Linked DNA regions of Anas platyrhynchos: region 1 is linked to region 2. The links are chromatin contacts, called in public Hi-C maps. All regions are on one chromosome and are shown on one strand. Each heading gives the region's core, a stretch centred on a gene start, on an enhancer-like site or on the middle of the called end of the contact. The rest is flanking DNA. Distances are from core to core; before and after follow the strand shown. Region 1 overlaps BCOR (BCL6 corepressor). Region 2 has its middle 83 kb from the start of BCOR.

Region 1 (2,700 bases), core at 120-2,619, 57 kb before region 2:
TGGTTTTGTTGGATTCGCCTGCAGCGCAGACCATTCCCATTCCTCTTTGTCTGAGCCCCGGTTCCGGGCGCTACAGCCTTATTGGAAATGCTCCCGAGCAGTCCGCGGAGCCAGGGCAGCAGGCAGCTCAGCGCTTATTTACACGTCACATCTAAATACATCTCTAATTAGATAGAGGCAACGCCGGAAATGGCAGATTTGTTGCATATCTAATAGAGACCAGTACAAACAGACTCAGCGGGGCTTCCCTCTCTACAACACCCCCCCCAAAAAAAAAAAAAAAAAAAAAAAGGAAAAAAAGAAAAAAGGGCCGGGAAGACCAGGCGAGGAATCCCAGAGCGAGCAGCAGTGACTTCTTGCCTTCGAGTGCGCTCCGGGCCCCGTTGGCGAACGTCTCCATTCTAATATTTAAAGCAATATTTAGAATGTGTGAACCGTATGCCCAAATATGGGCCGGGGCTCGAAACAATACTGGTGTCTTGGCTTTATTCCTGCGCGGGTGGACAGCCCCGGCTCCGTGTCACGCACTGTGCCTGCCTTTACCAGGACGTGCCCAGAGCTGCAGCTCCTCGGGCAGCTGGAGGCTGCCGGCCCTTCGCCCTCCTCTTCCCCCACCCCACAAAAATTCGCTTTTTCTAAGGCCGTGGGAGCAGAAAGAGGCCGAGGCTGGTCCCGTTAGAGGGATGCCAAAGCTTTGGGGCAGCTGAGCTTTGGGGACCCCGTGCAGTCAGCACAAGCAAACTTTGCGGACCACACAAAGTTGTCAATGTCCTTTTGGGTCGTCCTTTGCGGGGAGAGGGGACTGGGGCTACCGTGGCCCGACATAATGAGTGCTGCACGTGCCTGAGTAGTCTCAGCAAGCTGTGGCCATCCTTTGAAAGGTGTCTCGGCTCTGACCAGCGAGTGGCCCCTGCGAAGAGAGGCGAAAGGCCCGCTCCGGCTCGGGTGGCAGCCACGTTGCGCCTGGTGTAGACGCGGCTCTGGGTGGTGCTGGCGCGGAGGAGGAGCGGGCTGTGGGTTTGGGAGCGTTGGCAGAGGTGTGGGGCTCTCGCCCAGGACTGCGGCATGCTGCAGGTGACACACGATGCGCTACCTTTCCCCCACACACCGCTGTAGGTCACGTTTTAGTGCGGGCTCCGCAACGGCGGCGTGAGGCCGAGTTTAATACTTCCTCCTCCGACCGGCGTGGCTTGGGAAATAACGCATGGCCGGTGCGGGCCTGTTTTAGCCCCCGGCTCCTGATTTTGCAGATGTGGAGGGAGGGAGCCGGGCTGGCCCCGTTGGCCTCCCGGAGCAGCTCTCCCGGAGCCAGCTGCGCGTGTGCGCCTGGCTGCGTGCAGGAGCCAGCGCGGAGGCCTCGGCTGCAGGCAGGGGGAGTTCCCGTGGCCGTGAGCAGCCCTGGCTCCGGTTAATCCCCGTGTCCTTTGGCGGAACAGGCTCACGGCGACGGCTGCTCCGGGGCGACCTTTTCCCTCCCACCTGCTCGGGCCGAGCCGTGCGGCACGGCGCCGTCTCTCCCGGGGCAGCGCGCGTTTCCCCAGGGATCCTCCGCTGCCGGCGGCGCTCCTCTGACCCGCTGAGCAGGAGAGGTGGGGACGGAAAGGAGGAGGCCAGCGAGAGCAGATTTAGGAAAGTTCTGCTGCTTTCCAGCAAGGAGTTCATTTTTCCTTGTTTGCTGGACAGCAGTTCTTGGCAGCGAGGGGATTTTTTTTTTCCCCCTCCTCCTCTCTACCACTGCTGGAAAAGTTAGCGAGCGAACGCACCTGCCCGTGGGTTTTTGTCAGGCGTTGCCTGAATGATTTGGGACTCTCACCCCCGACCCACGAGCCCTCCACGCAGCCCAGCCCCACCTTGCGAGCTGACGGCTCCGGTGCCGTGCGATTAGAGATGCGAGGAAGTCGGCTCGGAGAAGATCCTGACAGCATGAAATATAATTTGTGATCTGAAAGACAGTTTCCAGTATAATCTCATTATGCACCACAGACTCCCGGTGTTATTTTGTAGAAGGCGGACAATGATCAATTTACATTGACCTGGGGCTGGGCGAGCTTTTAGATGGTAATTGCCATATTGATTTGCATGCAAAAAGAAGACCTGCTAAAATTAAAGACCGGAAGCTAAATTAAACTAAATTTATTGTCTAGGTGCAAACTAAAAGACTTGTTAAAGTCTCGGGTAGAGTTGGAGGAGCTATGAAATTCAGAGGGAAAAAAAAATGATCGCGGTCCCGATCGCGGTGGAAAACGAACCCAGGCGGCCGGGAACAGGGCTGCAAAGACCCCATTGTGAGCGGAGGCACACAAGCCAGGGCTGCTCCGTGTAAGCCCCGACTCTCTAAACAATCGGCGAATAAAATATCTCCTCTGTCCAATGAAAACCTTGGGCTGAATGTTGGGATTGTCGCGCTAAGGAAAACAAAGCTTTATTTGGATAAGACAATTAAAGTGGAAAGCACAGAATCCACCAGCCACACTGGGAATCGGGCAGTATAAAGAGGCGAGTGTGCTCAATAGACCGCTGGGGAGAGAGGGGGGGAGGCTTCGGGGCCGCGCGGCGCGGCGGAGCCTGCACCGGGGAAAGCCTGGCATTGTGCTCGGCGTGCTCCGCGGTGAGGAGGGGCGAGACGAGCCGCCTTGGAGCGAGGTGTGCGCTGCTTTCCGCCGCTCTCCCACGGCTGCGAGCTGCGTCTCCGCAGGGCGG
Region 2 (2,700 bases), core at 147-2,646:
GGAGCCGGCGAGCAGCTCCGGCTTCTTGGCAGCGTTTCAGAAAATGGGGTGGTCCAGTTAGGGAGTGCAGGAAATTGTCTGAGCTAGATTAAACATTTTCTGAAACCTTCTGGGTGCTTGAGAGCTGACTTGAAAGTTGGCGAAGTTAAATAAAACAAAAGTTAACGCATTCCCCTCGATTTATTTTGTTACGGGGCTTGCATAAAGCCGGCCCGTATTTCACTGCTTCGGATGCCCCCTTCCATCTGAAGGCACGAGTTTCTGCCCGGTAAAATCCCGGGTCTGTTGCTCAGCCGTGCGGAAGGCCACGTGTAACACAGCAGAGCTGTCACACACTTTTGGAAAGCCATAAAATACGTAACTTCTAGGCATAAAACGGGATTTCTCGCTGACTGGAGCCTGGGTGTAGAAGTGTCTCTGTGAGTCCGTGGCTCGCTGGAGTCTTGCTTCAGCTCCAAACCCACGAAGCATCCCATGGCAGGGAGCCTGCCCTGACCCGGTTTTCCAGTAGCTGCCCGCTGTCCTGGAGGAGAAAGGGCTGCAGCAGTGCAGGAGAAAGCAGCAGCATCTTTTTTTTTTTTTTCCCCTGTCAGATCTCAAATCAGACACAACAGCAACAGTGAAAAAAACACAACGGGGTTTCTCCCTGGGGAGGATGAGGGTGCCAAAAGGCTCCGTGCCTGAGTAAAACAAGGCACTTGTGCCCACCGCGGGCAGTCTCTGACCTCAAGCTGCATCTCTCCGCTTTCCTTGTGTAGGGGGGGGAAGGTGGAGTCCAACCTGCCTGCAGCAAAGGATTTCCACTGCTCGGGTTGGCTGTGTGAGGCGAGGAGCTGCAGAACAACCCGCACCCTGTGCCTATCTCCCTCGTGGGAGCGGAGTCCTTGATGGAGAAAATGCCAGCCTGGGAATTTTCCTGCGACGGTCTCGTGGGGAAAGTCGCTGCTGGTGGAATCGGAGGCGGTATCAGGCACAGAGCAGATGTTGGCAGCTTCCTTGCCCCACGGAAATAAGGAAGTAGGGGACCCATTTAGGCAAACGGTCCCACATAAATCTTTGCCCGGCGTTTCTTGCCTGGGCCCGATTCCCTGTGATCTCTGCGAAAGGCAAATTGAACTCTGCTTCACTGAGGGAGCGCGGTGCTATTAGTTATACCTGTCTTTGCGGCAGAGCTGCTTTGGGTGAGAAAAGAAAAGCAGGATGGCCCCAGGAGAGAGACAGAAATCAGAACATAAATGCAGGTATCAAAGCAGAAAAATGCAGAGAGCGGTAGTAGCCCAGGGTATGTTGGAGACGAAAACAAACTCTTATCACAGTGAGAGCAGAGGAAGCCATCCCACTGAAGGGAGGAGACGAGGAGGACAGCTGACATCCTGCAGAGAGAGACTCCGAGGTCTGGGGGAGGGCGGCACAACCCCAAAGGCCTGGCACCGGGGAAGGATGCGGCTCTTAAAGACAGGCAGCCCGAGCCAGCCAGCCAAGCTAGCAATTACCAGGCAGTTACGGGGGCTGAGAGCAGGTGTGTGTGTGTGTGTGTGTGCATGGGTATTTTTAAGCAGCGCGGTTTACAGGCTCCTTGCCATCCGCCGAGTCCCAGGAGAACGTGAGAGCCTAAACACCCACCTGGACCCTGGTCAGGCGAAAATGAATTATTAAACGAAGCGGAGATTTATTGCCTTCTGAAAGATTTATTAACAGGGCTAGGAGGACAACTTTCTGCATGAGCAACGCCAGGAGGTGGGGGCAAAGAACCCGAGCTTTGCTGTCGACAGAGGTCTGTTCCCGGAAGGACAACGTGGATGGACCACGCAGAGATGCTGAGGACGCTTCCCCTTTCAGTGCAGATGCCATTTGGTGGTCACATTTTAGGAAAAGTTTGGCTGAGACCTTTAGGGAAGCCTGTTTTTTCTGCTTGCGGAGGGAACAACCTCAGATCTGTCCCCAGGCGTTGGATTTCTAGGATGGCCCTTTTTGTTGTGAGGCAGGAACGGAGAGCTGACCTCTAGCAGAGGGGGAGTGACGCTGTGGGGACGAGGGAAGGAGGACGGATCCACGGGAGGATTCCCAGCAGTGAGTCAGAGGGGGAACTGATAAAAATAGTTCGGGGAAAAGGGACAACGTCCTAAAAGAAAACACTCTTTGTGCTGAGAGGATAAAATGCAATCAGAAAAAGCTGGAGCCGCACTACCGAGAGAGAGCTAAAACTGAAGGCAAGGAAGAAAAGGCAGAAGAGAACACAAAGAGAGGATCCCGCCAATCATTGTGCTGCATGTAACATTTTAACACCAGGGCTTAGTGGAGGGATTGCTATTTCTAGTAATCTGTGAGTCTTGCCTGCAGTGGCAGGTGGGGGTGAAGGCACTTTCCCTCCTGACTGTGTTATGATGCCAGAAATAAATACAGTTTTTTCTCTGGAAAAGCTGCCGGTTATGTGCTTCGTGTCAGAGCAGGGATGCTCGAGGAGGAAATGCTAAAGGAAGGCCTGGTCCCCGTGTGCAGATGTACATAAGCACACGCAGGCACCCACCCCCTTGCAGTTTACCTACGGCTGGATAGAAGACAGAAAATTACCAGTGTAACCTTCAGCAAGCTGATTGCAAGAACGTTTTCCCATTAATGCTGCTAGCGGGATTGTGATTGCAGTTTTTAAGGTAGCCACAATCGGTCGACTAGCAACGCTGAACTGCACGTGTACTCTGT

Evidence for each region. Hi-C and Micro-C count contacts between places; a contact is called where the count stands out from the background.
Region 1: a contact with region 2 is called in a Hi-C map of skeletal muscle, with 1.7 times the contacts expected there. The contact joins two enhancer-like sites. A contact is called at or near these places in 2 of 8 Hi-C or Micro-C datasets (both in skeletal muscle).

What each region holds. Positions count from the first base shown.
Region 1 is chr1:122,669,235-122,671,934 of IASCAAS_PekinDuck_T2T, reverse strand. The region is part of intron 1 of BCOR (BCL6 corepressor); the gene reads left to right. Among named protein-coding and RNA genes, the nearest start is that of BCOR, 26 kb to the left of the region's middle. Within about 2 kb of position 1,369, at least 4 of the 8 cell types and tissues checked have an H3K27ac peak or open chromatin away from gene starts, as enhancers often do.
Region 2 is chr1:122,612,462-122,615,161 of IASCAAS_PekinDuck_T2T, reverse strand. No RefSeq gene overlaps it. Among named protein-coding and RNA genes, the nearest start is that of BCOR, 83 kb to the left of the region's middle. Within about 2 kb of position 1,396, at least 1 of the 8 cell types and tissues checked has an H3K27ac peak or open chromatin away from gene starts, as enhancers often do.